Regions from separate parts of the Capra hircus genome. Here region 1 is linked to region 2. A link is a contact called in public Hi-C data. All regions are on one chromosome and are shown on one strand. Each heading gives the region's core, a stretch centred on a gene start, on an enhancer-like site or on the middle of the called end of the contact. The rest is flanking DNA. Distances are from core to core; before and after follow the strand shown.

The links. A called contact is a pair of places that touch in the nucleus more often than the background predicts.
Region 1: a contact with region 2 is called in a Hi-C map of blood, with 2.7 times the contacts expected there. The contact joins two enhancer-like sites. A contact is called at or near these places in 2 of 5 Hi-C or Micro-C datasets (both in blood).

The regions. Positions count from the first base shown.
Region 1 is chr2:62,869,792-62,875,147 of ARS1.2, forward strand. CLASP1 (CLIP-associating protein 1) reads left to right here. Exons shown (of 41, transcript XM_018061634.1): 3 at 2,801-2,879; 4 at 4,295-4,398; 5 at 5,183-5,274. Among named protein-coding and RNA genes, the nearest start is that of CLASP1, 98 kb to the left of the region's middle. Within about 2 kb of position 2,235, at least 5 of the 5 cell types and tissues checked have an H3K27ac peak or open chromatin away from gene starts, as enhancers often do.
Region 2 is chr2:62,731,863-62,736,822 of ARS1.2, forward strand. No RefSeq gene overlaps it. Among named protein-coding and RNA genes, the nearest start is that of NIFK, 14 kb to the left of the region's middle. Within about 2 kb of position 1,724, at least 1 of the 5 cell types and tissues checked has an H3K27ac peak or open chromatin away from gene starts, as enhancers often do.

The DNA of each region.
Region 1 (5,356 bases), core at 985-3,484, 140 kb after region 2:
AGTCTTGTGGGAATTCTGAAGGGATGTGGTGAGAACTGAAGCCCGTTATTAATATTTCTGTAATGAATAGCACCCCCCCCTCCAACCAGTGGTACACCAGACACATGCTTAGGATTTCATCAGGGAAAACCCAGTTCCTAATAATTGAGAGTTTGCTCTTTTTTTGAAAGATAAACTTAAATTTTTAGGACAGTTTTGGATTTACAGAAAAATTGCAAAGGTAGTAGAGTCCCCAATGTATCTATCCCACATTGAGCCTCCCCATCATATATCATTGTCTAACACTAGTATGGTGTATTTGTTGAGATTAATAAAGCAATATTGATAGGTTGTGATTAACTGAAGTCCATAGTTTATTCGGGTCTTTTAAAATTTTATCTAATGTCCTTTATCTATTCTAGGCTTCCATCTAGGATTGTTGTTTTAGTTGCTAAGTCATGTACAACTCTTTTGTGACCTCCTGGACTGTAGCCCACCATGGGATTTACCGGGCAAGAAGACTGAAGTGGGTTGCCATTTCCTCCTCCAGGGAATCTTCTCAACCCAGAGATCTAACCTGCATCTCTTGCATTGGCAGGCATGACCTAGGAAGCTCACACTCTATTTAACTGTCTCCTAGCTTCTCTTGGCAGTGACAAGGAAGAAGGAAATTTGACTTTCCTTCTTTTTGCTGACTTTGATGGTTTTGAGATGTATTGGTAAGATATTTTGTAGGCTGTCCTTCTATGGGAATCTGATATTGTTATTAGACTGGGCTTGTGGGTCTTCAGGCTAAGGATCACAGACCTAAAGCCCCGGTTTATCACATACCAAGCATACACACCTCCAACCTGATTTATGGCTGTTGATGTTGACCTTGATGATCTGGCTGAGGTACCAATATCCTTTGTCAAGCTTTTCCCATTGTACCTTTACTCCCCCTACTCTTTAGCTACTCCCCCTACTCTTTAGGGCTTTGGAAGGAAATGAATGTGTGATTCCTCATCTTCTGTAGCTCATAAATGAAGTCATTAAAGTGGTTTTTTTTTTTTTTTACTGTTTTAGGCTTTAAAAAAAACCTGTCACAAAACAATGCTCTCTTTATACAAAAATTTAAAAATTATGCCCTTTTAATATCTTCAAGTCACCAATCCCTTACAAGGACAGTATATGTATTGTGGTTATTATTGGGCAAATTTTGATTCCTTTGTTTTGAACCAGTGACTTTAAAGCTGAATAGCAAAGCCTGCTGTTTTTACTTTTTCTGGTCGCAAAACCTTGGAAGGGCAGGCAGATGCAAGGACTCAGTATATCATTCATTATCCGGCGTATCTTCAGGATAATTAGAATTACCGCAGTTTTGTTCGTTGGTTCTGCATAAACACCAGATCGTGCCCCAGATCATTTCTGAACTATGTTTAATAAAGTTGCACAATGCAAAAGTGCTTCCTACTGAGCGACTACACACACACAGATCTCTCGTTTTAATGATAGAGCGAGGTGGCAAGGGCGAGTGTGGAGGGGGCTGTTAAGAATCACGTTATCTGTGTAATTGTAAAAGAGAACACAAGTGAAAGTGAAAGTGAAGTCGCTCAGTCGTGTCCGACTCTTTGCGACCCCATGTTCTGTAGCCTACCAGGCTCCTCCGTCCACGGGATTTTCCGGGCAAGAGTACTGGACGGGGGTGCCACGCCAGAGGATCTTCCTGACCCAGGGATCGAACCAGTGTCTCCCGCACGGTAGGCAGACGCTTTACCGTCAGAGGCACCAGAAGTCACAGTAGGGTACCTGTGTTCTTTCACAATTAGGTGCGAGCAGGTGCCCGGCGCAGGTGTTACTTTTGCTCAGTGGTGTCCGACTCTTTGTAATTCCACAGACTGTATGTAGTCTGCTAGGCTCTTTTGTTCACGGGATTCTCAAGGTGAAGAGTACTGGAGGCTCTTCTTTCCCCAATCCCGGCGCCAGAAGGAGACAAAGAAACGGACGGTAGGGGCTTAATGTAGTTTTTCTTGGGAAAGCGTGTGGGTTGTGAAAACTCAGAACTCTGTTCTGTCAGCTTGAAGCGCCACCTAGTTGTTTTTAACCAGCATAGCATTGGCTTATTTATACTTTAAGAAGCTGTTTTTGTAACAAACAAATCGTGGAAAAAGAGATTTTTCTTTTTTCCAAAAATTGCACCGTGATAAAGCTGAGCTTTAGCCGGTGCGGGCGTGTTGCATAGGCGTTAGCAGTACTGTCCTCACTAAACGCTCATCGGACAGTAGCGCAACCCCAAGAAAAGGATGGTTGGAGCAGCCTTCGAGCGAGGCGCGAGTAGCAGGCGCCAACACTGAGTAGGCTTGTGGCGACTAATTCACCAGTGCCGCCGCAGCCGCCCGGCAGCCGGTGAACCTCCGCTGATCACGGCTTCCGAAGCTCGCCACCAAAACTTCGTTTTCGGAGGCTCGGAAGGTCGCAAAGAGGCAGTTCAGTGGTACCCAGAAGGCCACGCGCCGGCCGCGAGCTGATTTGCATACGCGCGCCCTTACGGGGCGGGGCCTTGGCGGGAGCTCCCGCCCTCCTGGGCTGGCGCTCGGAGCCGGTTCACGGCGTCTGTGTTTGAGTAGCGTCTCGCCGAAGACTCTCGTGTTAGCTCTGTAAACCGCCCTTTCGGACAATAGCGGCCCTCTTCCTGATACCCACGTTCACCCTCGGGTCGGCGCTCGCTTGGGCTCCCAGGCTGTGTCTGAGCCAGAGATGCGGGGGCGTGCCTGCAGCAGGCGGGCGAGGGCGCCAAGCCCCGCATGGGCCGCTGACGAGAGCCTGCTGTTTATCGTTGCAGGTGGTTCTCCTGGGCATGGACATCCTGTCCGCGCTGGTCACCCGGCTGCAGGATCGGTTCAAGGCGCAGATCGGTACAGGTGAGCTCTCTCCTCCTCCCATCTCGGCCTTCACTGTGTCTCCCCAAACCCTGCACTTGGCTGTACCCACCCCATAGCCAGCCCTCGTTCAGCCCCCCACCTTTTCTTTCTAGCCCCCCTCTCCCCGGCTCGCCCCTACCTTCTCCTGCATGTGTAGATGCTGCACCGCTGCCCTTGCTCCCCTCGTGGGCACACCTGGATCTGCCACCTCCGCGCTCCTGCTGGCATCCTCCTGGCCCCCTTTCCATACCTTTCTGCTGTCTTTTTCTATCTTCCTGTTCTAGTACTAGCTATTACTTTTATTTTTTATGCCAATTAGCCATCATGCTGTGGTGCCAACCAAACCCTGTTTGCCTCTGACCCTTGTCTTGGAGAGGCATTGCCTTTTCTCTTTCAGAGTCTTACAGATCCGACGCAGCTGTATTTTTAAACAGTTTATTGTTACTATGACCGTTTTCACTTTGGTTGTCAGTGTCATTTCAAGTGTGGTAAATGATCACTTTTATTTTGAAGGGAAAATAGTGTCAGAATAATTAAATAAAAATAACATCAGGTTTCAAAGGTTAAGAGACGATTTTATTCCCAACCTCTGGGCATTCATAATAACAAAACAAGCCCTAACCCTTTCCTTTTAGCATTTCTCGTTACAACAGGTACACATATATTTGTGCATTTCTGTTAACTTTCTGGTCAATGTGCATGTTTAGATAAAGCCATGAGCTCTTCCCACTCTGCCATAAACTGTGTATCTGCAAATAAAAATCCCTCTTTCTTTCATTAATTTGATTACATAATACCAAATTAGATGAATTGTTCAGGATTATTTTCTGTAAAAGAAATTTCTAATAGACTTTTAGAAGAAGCAAAGTGAGTTGACCTCTGACATCCAAGTGCCCTTGGAACAGCAGCGATAGCCCACCCAAGCTGTGGGGAGGAAGGGCAGGCAGAGAGCTGCATTCTGTCTGATGAGCATGCAGAGATGTTATGTAAAATGAAAAGCAGACCCAGCCTTAAGTGTCTGTTCTTCCACCCCCGAGCAGATGCACTGGGGCCTCTCTCTCTTATCTGGATTTCCTTTTGTGTTGACTCTTTCCTGCCTAGGTCTTTCATCGACATCCATTTTAATAACATTCTAGCAGCTTAAAAACACATTGGGAACTTCCCAGAGGAAGGTGGCATAAGGAAGAAGACAGATAGTGTGCCCATGCAAAGATTTTAGCAAATTCTCATAGTAGCTCCCGTGAATTTGAGCAGGAGGAGATTTATAGGGGTTGGTGCTTGATGTGCATCATAGAGCGATGTGCATCATTTAGGTCAGGATTTTGAGATATCTTGTTAATTGAAATACCCGCAGTTGGTGACTTCGGGCCACCAGAGTAGGTTTTCATTTGATCAAGTTACATTTTAATTTCTAGTGCTGCCGAGTTTAATAGACAGACTGGGAGATGCTAAAGACTCTGTGAGGGAGCAAGACCAGGCCCTGCTGCTGAAGATCATGGATCAGGCTGCTAATCCCCAGGTGAGACTGGGGTGTTCCTGCAAAGTGTGCATGGGTTTCAGAGAAAAAAAATTTATGGTGTTTCATCTGGCCCCACTTTCCCCCCGTAGGATATTTACAGAGGGTGTACCTTTGAATAAATTAGTGAACTTAACATGGGTATGGAGTGCTTGGTTTAATTTCTTAGACTCAAGCTCATTTATGTAATTGACTCTTTGTGTCTCTGAAAAGATGCAGCTGTGATGTCAGGGCCATCAGCAGCCTGGCTGCAGCCCTGGCCCATGTCTGCTGGTGAGCTGGGCTGCTGGGACGGACAGCCAGGGATACAGCTCTGTCTTACCTGTCCAGCTGACCATTGTTGGGGGGTGGGGCAGGGGGAGACGGTTTTAGGAGAAACTTTCCCAGGGAAGGTAAAACCTAGAATAGTCTGGGAAGCAGAGCAGGTTAGAGGATGGGGTGGGCACAGCTCTTCAGGCCAAGAGAGTAGCCTGAGTAGGTGACCTTTGGTAAGTCACCCAGCCTCTTCTGCTTCATTTTCCTCACCCAGTAACTGAGGACAGTCCCACCTCTTTTTCAGGGTTGTCCGGAAAATTAAATGCAATTACATAAAGGAATGTGTTTTGAAAGATTTTAGCTTGGTATAGAAACCTATGTTACCATTTTCCAAAAAGCTCCGCAGAGGGCTAGCGGAGGCGGGGAGGGATATGGCACCTGTTGTGAGGTCTCTGCCCTGGGGGTCCATGGCTTGGATGGGCTGCAGCAGCCTCCTCCTCTTTTCTCCCCACCTTACCTCTGCCGTCTGTAGTACGTGTGGGACCGGATGCTTGGCGGCTTCAAGCACAAGAACTTTCGCACCCGGGAAGGCACTTGTCTCTGCCTTGTGGCCACCCTCAACAGGTAAGTCTGGGTGGGGCCTGAGGGCTTCCTTGGCCAAGCTTTTGTATTTGTAACTTTTAACTTTGAAATCATCATATATTTA
Region 2 (4,960 bases), core at 474-2,973:
GGAGAGTGATTTTTAGCATATATCATGGCAGAGAGTTGAAGTTAACATTTTCCTGGGGACCATATTAGGAGCATTTGTCAAAGTAGTGTGGGGTTGATCCTCAGATTTTGTAGGGAGAAAATCAAGAATCTGGAAGTTATAACCGTGGCTGATGGATCATGAGTCTCTCACTGCAATACGGCAAAAGCTGTTCAAAGACTGACACAGGTAGGCACAGCAGGGCTTCTGTCCCCTGTGCAGTGATGCCCGTGGCTGCTCTCAGCCCACAAGTGTGATGAGTGTATACAAGTAATTTGATGCTTTTGAACTGTGGTGCTGGAGAAGACTCTTGCGAGTCCCTTGGACTGCAAGGAGATCCAACCAGTCCATCCTAAAGAAGACCAGTCCTGGGTGTTATTGGAAGGACTGATGCTGAGGCTGGAACGCCAGTACTTTGGCCACCTCTTGAGAAGAGTTCATTCATTGGAAAAGACTCATGCTGGGAGGGATTGGAGGCAGGAGGAGAAGGGGACGACAGAGGATGAGATGGCTGGATGGCATCACTGACTCAATGGATGTGAGTCTGAGTGAACTCCGGGAGTTGGTGATGGACAGGGAGGCCTGGCGTGCTGCGATTCATGGGGTCGCAAAGAGTCGGACACGGCTGAGCAACTGAACTGAACTGAACTGATAGGCAGAAAAAATCACAAGGCCCAAACCTAACTACATCATGGGTCAGCCTGTGGCCCTCAAAGCGACCAGTTATCCTGCTGCCCAATCCAACCCACTGCAGAGTTTTGTTTTACATTTTTAAATAGTTGAAAAAAATTGAGAAGTGAGTTTCAGGAAGTTCCCTGGTAGGGATCCTGCAAGCTGCCCATGCAGCTAAAAAAAACATAGTTAAGGGTGAGGATAGAGAATTTAGGAGTTTGGGATTAACATACACACTACTGTATATGAAACAGATAACAAGAACCTGTTGTATAGCACAGGAAGCTGGACTCAATATCTTGTAATAACCCATAATGGAAAATAATCTGAAAATAAATACACATATAAACTGAATCACTTTGCTGTACACCTGAAACTAACTTTATAACTTCAGTTTTTTTTAAGAGGAGAAGCTATAGCCTGGGTGCAAATATTTGCAAAGGACTTTTTATCCAGAATGGACCTCTGAAAAACAAGCAGCCTGAATTGTCTTATGGAACCAAATTTCTGCCTTCTGATAATAAAATTAAAAGTAATACAAGCTGTTTCCTCTTTTCAGCTCTGTGGCATCTTATTTCCCCGACCAGGGGTTGGACTCGGCTGCTGCAGTGAAAGTGCTGAGTCCTAACTTAACTGGACCTCCAGGGAATTCCTCAGACTATTTTCAATACTTGTATTTCCATTAAGGACTCATGCATGGTAGATGTGTGATGATAATGAACATTTATTAAATCCTTGCATGTGTATTAGCTCATTTAATCAGGACAACCTATGAAGTTAGACACTTCTGTTCCTGTCTGAATGATGAGGAGACTGAAGCCCAGAGAGCTTAAAGAACTTGCCCAGAAATAGCATATGGTGAGCCAATTCAGTTGACTTTTGACGTCCTTCCAACAAGATCGGCATGAAAGCTAGATTGTTAGTGACAGTGGAAAAAAGGAAAGACGCAAAAGCCTTGTGCTGACATGAGCTGGTGACTCTGGAACGGAGGCAGAAGTGGGGCACTGGGGCAGGCGTGGGAGGAGCCGAGAAGTTCCATTCTTCGGAGCTCAGTTTTGAAGTAGCTGTCAGCAGCCTAACACTAGATGGCAGTAGATCCCAGGCACTTTAGATCTACAATCCTCTCCATTTAAGGGGCTAGCAAAATACAGAATTATTAAAGGGGTTTATACCCTAATTATTTTTTAAACAAGACTTCCCTGAGAAAAACTATTATTCTAAAAACTATAGAATGGGTTAACAACAAGGTCCTACTGAATAGTACTGGAAACTGTATTCAATATCCTGATAAACCTTAATGGAAATTAATGTTAAAAATACATATGTATAACTGAGTCACTGTTGTATGGATGGAATTAACACAACATTGTAAATCAACTACATTTCAATTTAAAAGAAATGACCTCCCTGAGAAGCATCTTTTTACACCCCTCCCCCCACACAGCACCAATTTCTAGACAACTAAAGATAGAAACTGCCACTATGAAATGACTCTTAAGCAACTGGGTGCTTAGTAACATTCTTTGGGTAATTGGTTATTGTTAAAAACATACTTGCAAAAGGATGTCAGATAACCAGTAATACAACATACTGATGAAATGAACCATGATAGTTTCTAGCTTATGAAATTGCATATAGTTATGAATAAGCATAGCTTAGGGTTATTGGACAATAAATCTGGGAAAATGGTTTTATGATTTGGTGTTCCCCAGTGTGTATTAGAATTTGGTGGCTGTATTTAAAAAGAAAAGTTCATATAAGAGAACTTAGCTTTACTGTTATCATCACTGTAAACACAATCTTTAGCCCATTCTATTCAGAGTACTTCCTATTGTCCACACTCTGTGCTCATTTAGGTTTTTTATTCATGAGGCCCAAATTAAAAGCACAAAATAATCAGATTGGGGCTTTTTTTTTCTTTTTTTCGCACCATGCAGCTTACAGGGTCTTAATTTTTCAAACAGGAATTGAACCCTGTTTTACAGGCCCTTGGCAGTGAAAGCTCAGAGTCTTAACCACTGGACCACCAGGAAATTCCCTGGGACATTTTTCTATTTCAATTAGTGAATCTCAACATGTTGAAATTATTTTCAAGTTCTATCTAGGTGTTATATTTCTGGCCATTTTCCTCTTAGGAACAAAAACAGAAACAAAACATAATTGTTTGGGAAGTCAGGGTTTCAGTTACTGCTCCATTGATCCAGAGAATATTTCACATGCTTATCTACAAATTTCTCCTGACTCAGGAAGCAATCAGTTTTAGAAACAAATTGCTCACCAAGTATCTGGGTGGCCTGGTCTGCCTCTGTGTGTATGCTGACAGAAGGAAATGTGTTCTGTGTTATGGAAGTTACATTTTTGTGCTCATCAGTGGCCAAGTTTAGAATTTCCCATTATGAATAAGCGCTGTCAACCCTACGCTGCCCAGGAAAAGAAGTTCAGACATTCGATACTTGCCAAACATAGTTGCCGCAGCAGATGTGTCCTGAGCGACGCTGCTGGTCTCTGGTGGCTCCATTCACAGGTTCTCCTATGACTTGAGCACCAGAGGGAAGAGCTGTGGCCTTGGCTCAAGAGAAGAAGCACAGCTTTTGCACGAGAAACCAAGGGAACAATCTGAATTGTCTGTCCAAGAGAGAAACTATTCAGATGGTTTTTGGCAGGGATACAGGATCACCACTGATGATTTTTTTCTTCTGAAGGAAGGTGTCAATTTTTCTTCTATTTCTGCTTTAACACTTAGCTAGATGATAAATATTGTGGCTTTTTTCTAATTAGCTTTACAAAAAGACTACCAATGCATGTCTGGTACATTAAAAAATGCAAGCAAGTTGTTTAGTAAATGCAAATTGTAGAAGTGTTTCCTACCTTGCATATTTATACATAGCTACTGCTACTGCTAGCTACTGCTAAGTCACTTCAGCCATGTCCGACTCTGTGCGACCCCATAGACGGCAGCCCACCAGGCTCCCCGTCCCTGGGATTCTCCAGGCAAGAACACTGGAGTGGGTTGCCATTGCCTTCTCAGTTATCTGATTTAATGTTAATGTAGAATCAGCCATATAAAGGCATGTTACTCACCTAGCTCATTATTTAAGGTTTTCTGGTGACTTTTTCGTTTTATTTTTTTCAATTTAAGTTATTGCCTGAATAGGTACTACATGCAAAAGGTACAAAAGTTCGAACTGTTCCGAGTGAAACATCAATCTGTCCCATCCTGTTCAATTGCTCGCTGGGCTCCACCCCACCAGCCATATCCCTCAGCTGGAGAAGTGCTCCTCCCTCGTCCTCTTGGGGTGCTGCCTCCCCAGGAAGCTGCCCAGTTTCTGGAAAAAAGAAGCCTTGTTTGTTTCCTCTTCGTTGTCTGTTCGTTGCTGTTTAGTTGCTAAGTCATTTCTTTGCAACCGCATGGACTGTAGCACTCCAGGCTTCCCTGTCCTTCACCATCTCCCAGAGCTTGCTCAAACTCATGTCCATAGAGTTGGTGATGCCATCCAACCACCTCATCCTCTGTCGCCCCCTTCTCCTGCCCTCAATCTTTCCCAGCATCAGGATCTTTTCCAATGAGTCGACTCTTGGCATCAGGTGACCAATGTACTGGAGCTTCAGCTTCAACAGCCCATCCCAACTACCAGTATTCCTGAGGGTAGGAGCTTTGTCCTAGTAATGGTTACACCCCAGGGATTGAAACAATGCTGGTACATCATATTTGTTTCATTAACTCAATGAGATAGTCCCCACTGTCACAACTAGAGAAAGCCTGCACAAAGCATGAAGACCCAGTGTAGCCCTAAATAATTAAATTTTAAAAAGAGACCAGTGTAGCTGGCACAGAGTTGACAGAAGAGGGCAGTGGGAGGAATGAGGGGGGAGGAAAGTGATGCCAGATGGGGCAGGTCCTCAGAGCACTGGTGAATTTACATTTAGTAGGGGGTTGTGGGGGTGGGGGGCTGTGTGGCACAGCTTGCAGGATCTTAGCTTCCAAGCCAGGGATTGAACCCTGGCCAAGGCAGTAGAAGTGCTGACTCCTAACCACTGGACTTCCAGGGAGTCCCTGGTTGGGTTTACATTTTCAAAGGATCCCTGCTGTACTGAAACAGCCTGAAAAACCACCCAAGAGGAAGTTGATGCCCAGGCCTTCCTTCATCCAGCAGGCATCCATAGTGGGCTGGACCAGGGTGATACAATGAAGGAGGGGAGGGGTGCTCGACGGAGATGGTGTGAAGGTGGACAGAGAGATTGCTGATGTTGACATTGTGTGAAAGGGAAA